Regions from separate parts of the Macaca mulatta genome. Here region 2 is linked to region 1. A link is a contact called in public Hi-C data. All regions are on one chromosome and are shown on one strand. The core of a region is the stretch at or near the end of the contact, and the rest is flanking DNA. Distances in the headings are between cores, read along the strand shown.

Evidence for each region. Hi-C and Micro-C count contacts between places; a contact is called where the count stands out from the background.
Region 2: a contact with region 1 is called in a Hi-C map of blood, with 3 times the contacts expected there. The contact joins the promoter of EEF1A1 here to the enhancer-like site in region 1. A contact is called at or near these places in 4 of 14 Hi-C or Micro-C datasets (CD4 T cells, blood, cortical neurons and 1 more).

Annotation. Positions count from the first base shown.
Region 1 is chr4:112,090,337-112,094,128 of T2T-MMU8v2.0, reverse strand. No RefSeq gene overlaps it. Among named protein-coding and RNA genes, the nearest start is that of EEF1A1, 60 kb to the left of the region's middle. Within about 2 kb of position 2,193, at least 24 of the 40 cell types and tissues checked have an H3K27ac peak or open chromatin away from gene starts, as enhancers often do. A contact at or near this core is called in CD4 T cells and blood, where this site is marked.
Region 2 is chr4:112,150,499-112,154,290 of T2T-MMU8v2.0, reverse strand. It overlaps EEF1A1 (eukaryotic translation elongation factor 1 alpha 1), which reads right to left and starts at 1,732. Exons shown (of 8, transcript NM_001195750.1): 1 at 1,720-1,732; 2 at 600-773; 3 at 66-245. The coding sequence starts at 743.

The DNA of each region.
Region 1 (3,792 bases), core at 944-3,443:
CTCTGCCTCCCGCATTTAAGTGATTCTCCTGCCTCAGCCTCTCCAGTAGCTGGGACTACAGGTGTGTGCCACCACGCCCAGCTAATTTTTGTATTTTTAGTAGAGACAGGGTTTCACCATGTTGGCCAGGCTAGCCTCAATCTCTTGACCTCGTGATCCGCCTGCCTCAGCCTCCCAAAGTGCTGGGATTACAGGCATGAGCCACCGGGCCCGGCCTGTGGATATGCTTTCTTAGGGACTTCAGCAAATCACTCTGGGACATATACCCAGATGTAGGGCATATATACAGGGCCAAAGGACACATTTTTATTTAATTCAAATACAAACATTTTGCTTTCTGGAATGGGTTTGCCAGTTTATATCCCACACCCACTCCCTTTGTGGACAAGAATTTTTGTCTTCCCACGTCCTTTGCCAACACTTAGCATCAGGTTTTATAATTTTTTTTATTTTTTTAGATGGAGTTTTGCTCCTGTTGCCCAGGCTGGAGTGCAATGGTGTGATATTGGCTCACTGCAACCTCCACCCCCTGGGTTCAAGTGATTCACCTACATCAGCCTGCCTAGTAGCTGGGATTACAGGCGCCCGCCACCACACCTGGCTTATTTATTTATTTTTAGTAGAGATGGGTTTTGCCATGTTGGCCAGGTTGAGTCTCGAGCCCCTGACCTCAGGTGATCGCCTGCCTCGGCCTCCCAAAGTGCTGGGATTACCGGTATGAGCTACCATGCCTGGCCATGTTTTCTAATTTTTGCCAATCTGATGAATCTAAAGTAATATTTCACTATAGCTTTAGTGTGCATTTCTTTTCTTCTTTCCTTTCCTTTTCTTTTTTCCTTTTTTTTTTTGAGATGGAGTTTTGTTTTTGTAGCCCAGGCTGGAGTGCAGTGGTGCCACCTTGGCTCACTGCAACCTCCACCTCCCGGGTTCAAGCAATTCTCCTCTCTCAGCCTCCCTAGTAGCTGGGATTACAGGTGCCCACCACTACGCCCAGCTACTTTTTGTATTTTTAGTAGAGACAGGGTTTTACCATGTTGGCCAGGCTGGGCTCGAACTCCTGACCTCAGGTGATCCACCTGCCTTGGCCTCCCAAAGTGCTGGGATTACAGGTGTGAGCCACTGTGTCCGGCCTTCTTTTTTTTTTCTTTATACATTTTTTTCATTCTTTTCTTTGTTTTATTTTATTGTTTTATAGAGGAGGGGGGGTCTCACTATGTTGCCCAGGCTGGTCTTGAACTCCTAGAGTAATCCTTCTGCGTCAGCCTCCCAAAGTGCTAGGATTGCAGATGTTACAGATGTGAGCCACCACGCCCAGCCTGAAATATCTTCTTAGTGTTAAAAAAAAGAGAAGTGCATTATAATAGATATTGTAGGCTGGGCATGGTGGCTCACGCCTGTAATCCCAGCATTTCAGGAGGCCAAGGTGGGTGGATCGTGAGGTCAGGAGTTGAAGACCAACCTGGCCACGATGGTGAAACCCCGTCTCTACTAAAAATACAAAAAAATCAGCTAGGTGTGGTGGCGGGCGCCTGTAATCCCAGATACTGGGGAGGCTGAGGCGGAGAATTGCTTGAACCCAGGAGGTGGAGGTTGCAGTCAGCTGAGATTGTGCCACTGCACTCCAGCCTGGGTGACAGAGCGAAACTCTGTCTCAAAAAAAAAAAAAAAAAAAAAAAAAATTACATATTATATGGGTGATTTATACAATATACAGACTTGAATTTCCTCTAACAGTATTCATTACTTCATACAAAACAGTTCTTCTTCTTCTTCTTTTTTTTTTTTCTGAGATGGAGTCTTGCTCTATTGCCCAGGCTGGAGTACAGTGGTGTGATCTCGGCTCACTGCAACTTCTGCCTCCTAGGTTCCAGTGATTCTCCTGCCCCAGCCTCCTGAGTAGCTAGGACTACGGGCTCACGCCACCATGCCCAGTGAATTTTTGTATTTTTAGTAGAGACGAGGGTTCACTGTGTTGGTCAGGCTGATCTCAAACTCCTGACCTTACACTTAAGGTCACCTTCGGCCTCCTTCTCCCACCTCAGCCTCCCAAAGTGCTGGGATTATAAGTGTGAGCCACCATGCCAAGCCCAAAACAGTTCTTAAGCCTTAAAAAGACCAGACTCTTTATCCTTTCCAGATCACTTTCAATATCAACAAAACTTCTGGAGAAAGTTCAAGTTTCAGGCTGTAGAGTGAGGGCTGTAAAATGTGCTTAACACAAGGGGCTATTTGTGGTGCTCTAAAGCATGACCGGGACCACGATGCACACTTGATCGGAGAGGCGATAACACTGTTGGACATGTTAGCATATTTCAGTTGTTTCTGACGGTGAGAGTGCTTAAGAAAAAGATTTAATACAATATACATGTATATTCCTACCCCTCTACCAAAGTCTAGACGATTAAGACTGAGAATGTGTGTGAGGGGAAACGGATAGTTTCAATAGTTTTTTAGCTCAGTTGTGCAACGGTGGCTTCTCACTCGCAAGCACAGGACTGGTAGTGATGTAACACTTCTAAGTTTCCGCCTCCCCCAACATCAAGATAAAGTGAAAGTAAACAGATACTTGGAAAATTACTAGTGTTCTTCCTCCTCCAGGCACATAAGAAAAGGGGGCAGAAAATTCCTTACATTTCATTTCCTTTCAGTATTGCTTATGCTCACAGCTTTCCATTGCAGAGCTCCTAGAAAGAATTTTCTATATTATCCTTTGAGAGTACAAACTTTTATAGTTGGCTTTTCTGCTTACGGTTGCTCTAAAAGGCAGAGGCATCTGAAAAGGCTTTGTGATCCGTCTTAATTTGCATGTCTATGAGAAAGATAATTTATTTTTTAACTGAAATTAGATATTTACCCCATGTCTCCTCTTCTGAGGCAGTAACATGCTTTTACTGAGAGGAACCAGCCATTTCCTATTGTGTTCTTCCTGCCTTCATATTTAAATGTTACATCAGTCTTTTTCTGTTTGGGGGAATTTCTCTCTCTCTTTTCTTTTTTCTGAGACCACGTCTGGCTCTGTCACTCAGGCTGGAGGACAGTCGTGTGATCTTGGCTCACTGCAGCCTTAACCACTTGGGCTCAAGCTATCCTCCCACCTCAGCCTCCTGAGTAGCTGAGACCACAGGCACACACCACCATGGCCGGCTTTTTTGTTTGTTTGTTTTGTTTTTGTGATAGCTTTGGTCCCAATATTTGGGGGAATTTTATTTTGAACATCCAGAGAGGAGATAAGATAATCTACTCTGCAATGGTGTCTAAACTCAGATGCCTCTATTTCTGATTTCCTGAAAATGAAACAAAGGCTGAAGTAAGAAAGACCTTACCATGGCTAATACAAACTGCTGTCTTCAGCGTTTGTCTCATGTTCTTTCATAAACTGGATTCTCAAGGTCAGTTGGCACGCTTCTTTCCCATTGGATTTGCTTGCTGGGTGGATAATAATGCTTTTACATGAGAGGTTTTGAAGGCTGGAGCTTATAAAGAAAAACGTTTGATAAATAAAAATGTGAGCTCCAGGAGAAAAGGGACTTGGCTTATTATTATTATTATTTTCCACTTCTATGTCCTCGTGCAAAACGCAATGCCTAGTACATAGTGGATGCTCAATAAATACTTGTAGAATAACTGGGAGAAGTATTTTGCATATACAAAACTAAGCTACTCTCAAATACTTTCAGAACTATTTGCTAATAATTACCACTTATAATTTATTTTGATGTTAGCATATTTGTTCATTAAAAGCTTGCACTACTGTTGACCTGGAACCTTATTGAAAAAAAAATTAAAAAGCAG
Region 2 (3,792 bases), core at 483-2,982, 61 kb before region 1:
CACAAGACAGGCATTTCAGGGAAAAAAAAAAAAAAAAACAACCTAGAATTATTAATCCCACCAACCTGAGATGTCCCTGTAATCATGTTTTTGATGAAGTCTCTGTGTCCTGGGGCATCAATGATAGTCACATAATACTTGCTGGTCTCAAATTTCCACAAGGAGATATCAATGGTGATACCACGTTCCCGCTCAGCTTTCAGTTTATCCAAGACCCAGGCATACTTGAAGGAGCCCTTTCCCATCTGTAAGGATTAAGAGTTGTTACTTGGTTACTAACACACAAACTCCAGCTTCAATTTCTTTGCCCCCAGCCCTTAATTGGCACATAGTTTCCACTTTACAACTGCAAGTCCTAAGCAATTTTAGTCACTTAGATAGGGTTACAGAAGCAACCAAAAAGCAAACTTTTTAAAGTAGGATCTTGACTATTAATATCCAAATCGAAACTACTCACTAGCAATACGGTTACAGAAGTAACCAAAAGCAAACTATTTTAATAAGTAGGGTCAGATCTAAACCACTCACTAGTTCTGGGGAAATCACTACCACTTAATGATTCTGCTGGTAAAACTCATTTTAGTTCATCTTTCCCATACCTCAGCAGCCTCCTTCTCAAATTTTTCAATGGTTCTTTTGTCGATGCCACCGCATTTGTAGATCAGATGGCCAGTAGTGGTGGACTTGCCCGAATCTACGTGTCCAATGACGACAATGTTGATATGAGTCTTTTCCTTTCCCATTTTGGCTTTTAGGGGTAGTTTTCACGACACCTGAAATGGGAGAAAAAAACTTTGAACCACTGTCTGAAGCTTGAGAATAAGCCAAGATCCAAATTCGAAAAGGGCAAATTCCAAGGAGAATTACATCGAGCGCCAAGCTGGCCTAACTCTTCAGTCTCCACCCACCAAGTGTGGGGAAACTCCACCGCACAAAACCCCTCCCCCAAACCTAAGGAAGACGTACTCCAAAAGCTCGGAGAACTAATCGAGGTGCCTGGACGGCGCCCGGTACTCCGTGGGGTCACATGAAGCGGCGACCGAGGAGGGAAAGGCCCTTTTCCTTTGTGTGGGTGACTCACCCGCCCGCTCTCCCGGGCGCCGCGTCCTCCATTTTGAGCTCCCTGCGGCAGGGCCGGGAAGCGGCCATCTTTCCGCTCACGCAACTGGTGCCGACCGGGCCAGGCTTGCCGACCAGGGCGGGGCGACACACCGCCGCGCGAGGCCCGGCACCAGAGCAGGACGGCCAGCTTGAGACTCCCCCCGTCCGACTCTCGGTGGCCGCGCTCGCAGGCCCCGCCTCGCCGAACATGTGCGCTGGGACGCACGAGCCCCGTCGCAGCCCGCGGCCCCCAAAACCCCAATATCAGTGTGCAGATCCTGGTCCGCATTTATAAGATTATCTCGCCAGGAAAAAGGCGTTGCAGCTGGTCATCAAAAATTTTAAATGGCTAGAAACTTAGTGAAAGCAGCGGGGCAGGCGCGAAGGTGCTACCAGATTCGCACGCGGCAGCCCCAGAGCCCAAGCCAGGCCTCGACTCAAGCACGAGGCGAAGGGACTCCTTAAGTGCAAGGCCTCGACCTCTCCCACCCACTTCCAACCCGAAGCTCGGGATCAAGAATCACGTACAGCGGCCAGGGGCGTGTAAGTAATAAAAGGCACGCGAGGGCCATAGCCCGTAAAGAGGCCAGGCCCGCAGGAGCCACACACAGTACTTACCTGTGTTCTGGCGGCAAACCCGTTGCGAAAAAGAACGTTCACAGCGACTACTGCACTTATATACGGTTCTCCCCCACCCTCGGGAAAAGGGCGGAGCCAGTACACGACATCACTTTCCCAGTTTACCCCGCGCCACCTTCTCTAGGCACCGGTTCAATTGCCGACCCCTCCCCCCAACTTCTCGGGGACTGTGGGCGATGTGCGCTCTGCCCACTGACGGGCACCGGAGCCTCACGCATGCTCTTCTCCACCTTGGTGATGACGAGAGCGGGCGTGTGAGGGGGCGGGAACGCAGCGATCTCTGGGTTCTAGGTTAGTGGGAGTTTAACGACGGTCCCTGGGATTCCCCAAGGCAGGGGCGAGTCCTTTTGTATGAATTACTCTCAGCTCCGGCCGGGGCGGGGGGGGAAGAGGAGGGGGAGGGGGAGGCGACGAGGTGGCGGCCTGGAAGGGACGTCCAGAATCTTTCCTCTACCATTGCTAGCTTAGCCCCAAAGGTTGTGTTGAGATTAGGGTGTACCTTCGCCCCCCAATCAGCCTCCTGTCCTCAGCCTTGCTATCTCGCTAGTCCGTGACAAATCCCTAGAGCGTCGTCTTCTGCCGGTCTCAGCCCAGCCCCGGGTTGGCTCCTCCTCCGCCCCGGCTTCCGCGCCCCTCCCGCGTGGCAAGGAGTACCAGGCCCGGGGACCCCGAGGGGCTTGGGGCGAAGGGTCTGGACTGGAGGACTCCTTAACGGCTCACGGACCTGCGAGAGGTTCGGCTCGATGGCCGTGAGCTCGACGAATCCGCTCCTGTGCTGGCCTCTTGGCTCCTTCCATTCAAAGCCAGCTGCTTTTATCAAAGCCCGTAACACGTCATCTCCCCCTGGTACTCCAGATGTCCAGGCTTTCAGTTTAGAATAGACTCAGTCCTACAGTTAGCTTTAGATCTAATTCTAGTTTTGTTACGCCAAAAAGTTCCTGCGAGTGTGTGTGTGCCTCATGGTACTTTTTAAATTAAAAGGTGTACAGTCATTTGATTGCAAACATAAGGAAGCTAAAAAGCTTTCAAATTCAGATTTTCCACGTGATCTCATGTAGAGACTAAGATCTACAGCATCAGCAAGTTTATCCACCCAGTTTCCTAACCCCAACACTTGCTATGAAGTCACAGCTTCTCCTATTTAAATAAGTGCCTATTATATTTAAATAAGTGCTTTCTTTTTCTGTCATCCTATAGATTGTAACTGCATTTTAGCATAAATCTAGGGCAAGATTGGATGAGCTTGGCCGTTTTGGATGGCTATCAAGACAGGCCTTGGGAAATGCTCCTCTGAGGAATGAAGAACGTTTATTTTTAATGAGCTAATTACTAGATCATTATGTTTCTTCTTCCAGCTGTAGAATATTACTGCCCAGCTTCTCGAACAAACTTATTTATTAACAAGTATTTGAGAACCTACTATGTGGCCAACGCTAAGTACTGTGGAGTTCCTTCTGGAGAGGAACCCACAATCAAATTGGAAGAGGAAAACAAGTTGGGAAGCAGTTAAAGGCAAACGCGTATGGTGCTTTCTTGGTTTTTGTATCTTTGTAGTATAAAGTTTTCCTAGTCCATTCGGTTTTCACAGTCCACTTTTTTTTCCTTCTTTTTTTTTTTTCCGGATGGAGTCCTACTCTGTTGCCCAGGCTGGGGTGCAGTGGCGCGATCTCGGCTCACTGCAAGTTCTGCCTCCCAGGTTCAAGCTATTCTCCTGCCTCAGTCTCCGGAGTAGCTGGGGCTACAAGCGCGCCCCACAAATTTTTGTATTTTTAGAAGAGACGGAGTTTCACCATGTTGGCCAGGCTGGTCTCGAACTGCTGACCTCAAGTGATCCACCCGCCTCAGTCTCCCATAGTGCTGGGATTACAGGCGTGAGCCACGGCGCCCAGCCACAGTCAAAAGTTTTTCCTCAAGCCCCTGTGATTGCGGATAATAGTAAACGCTTTATAAATACCTTACAGAGAATGTTTTTTAAAATATCACGCAAGGAATGGCAAAATTACATGAATCCTTGATTTATACCTTAGTAACCTATTGCGCAACACCGACTGG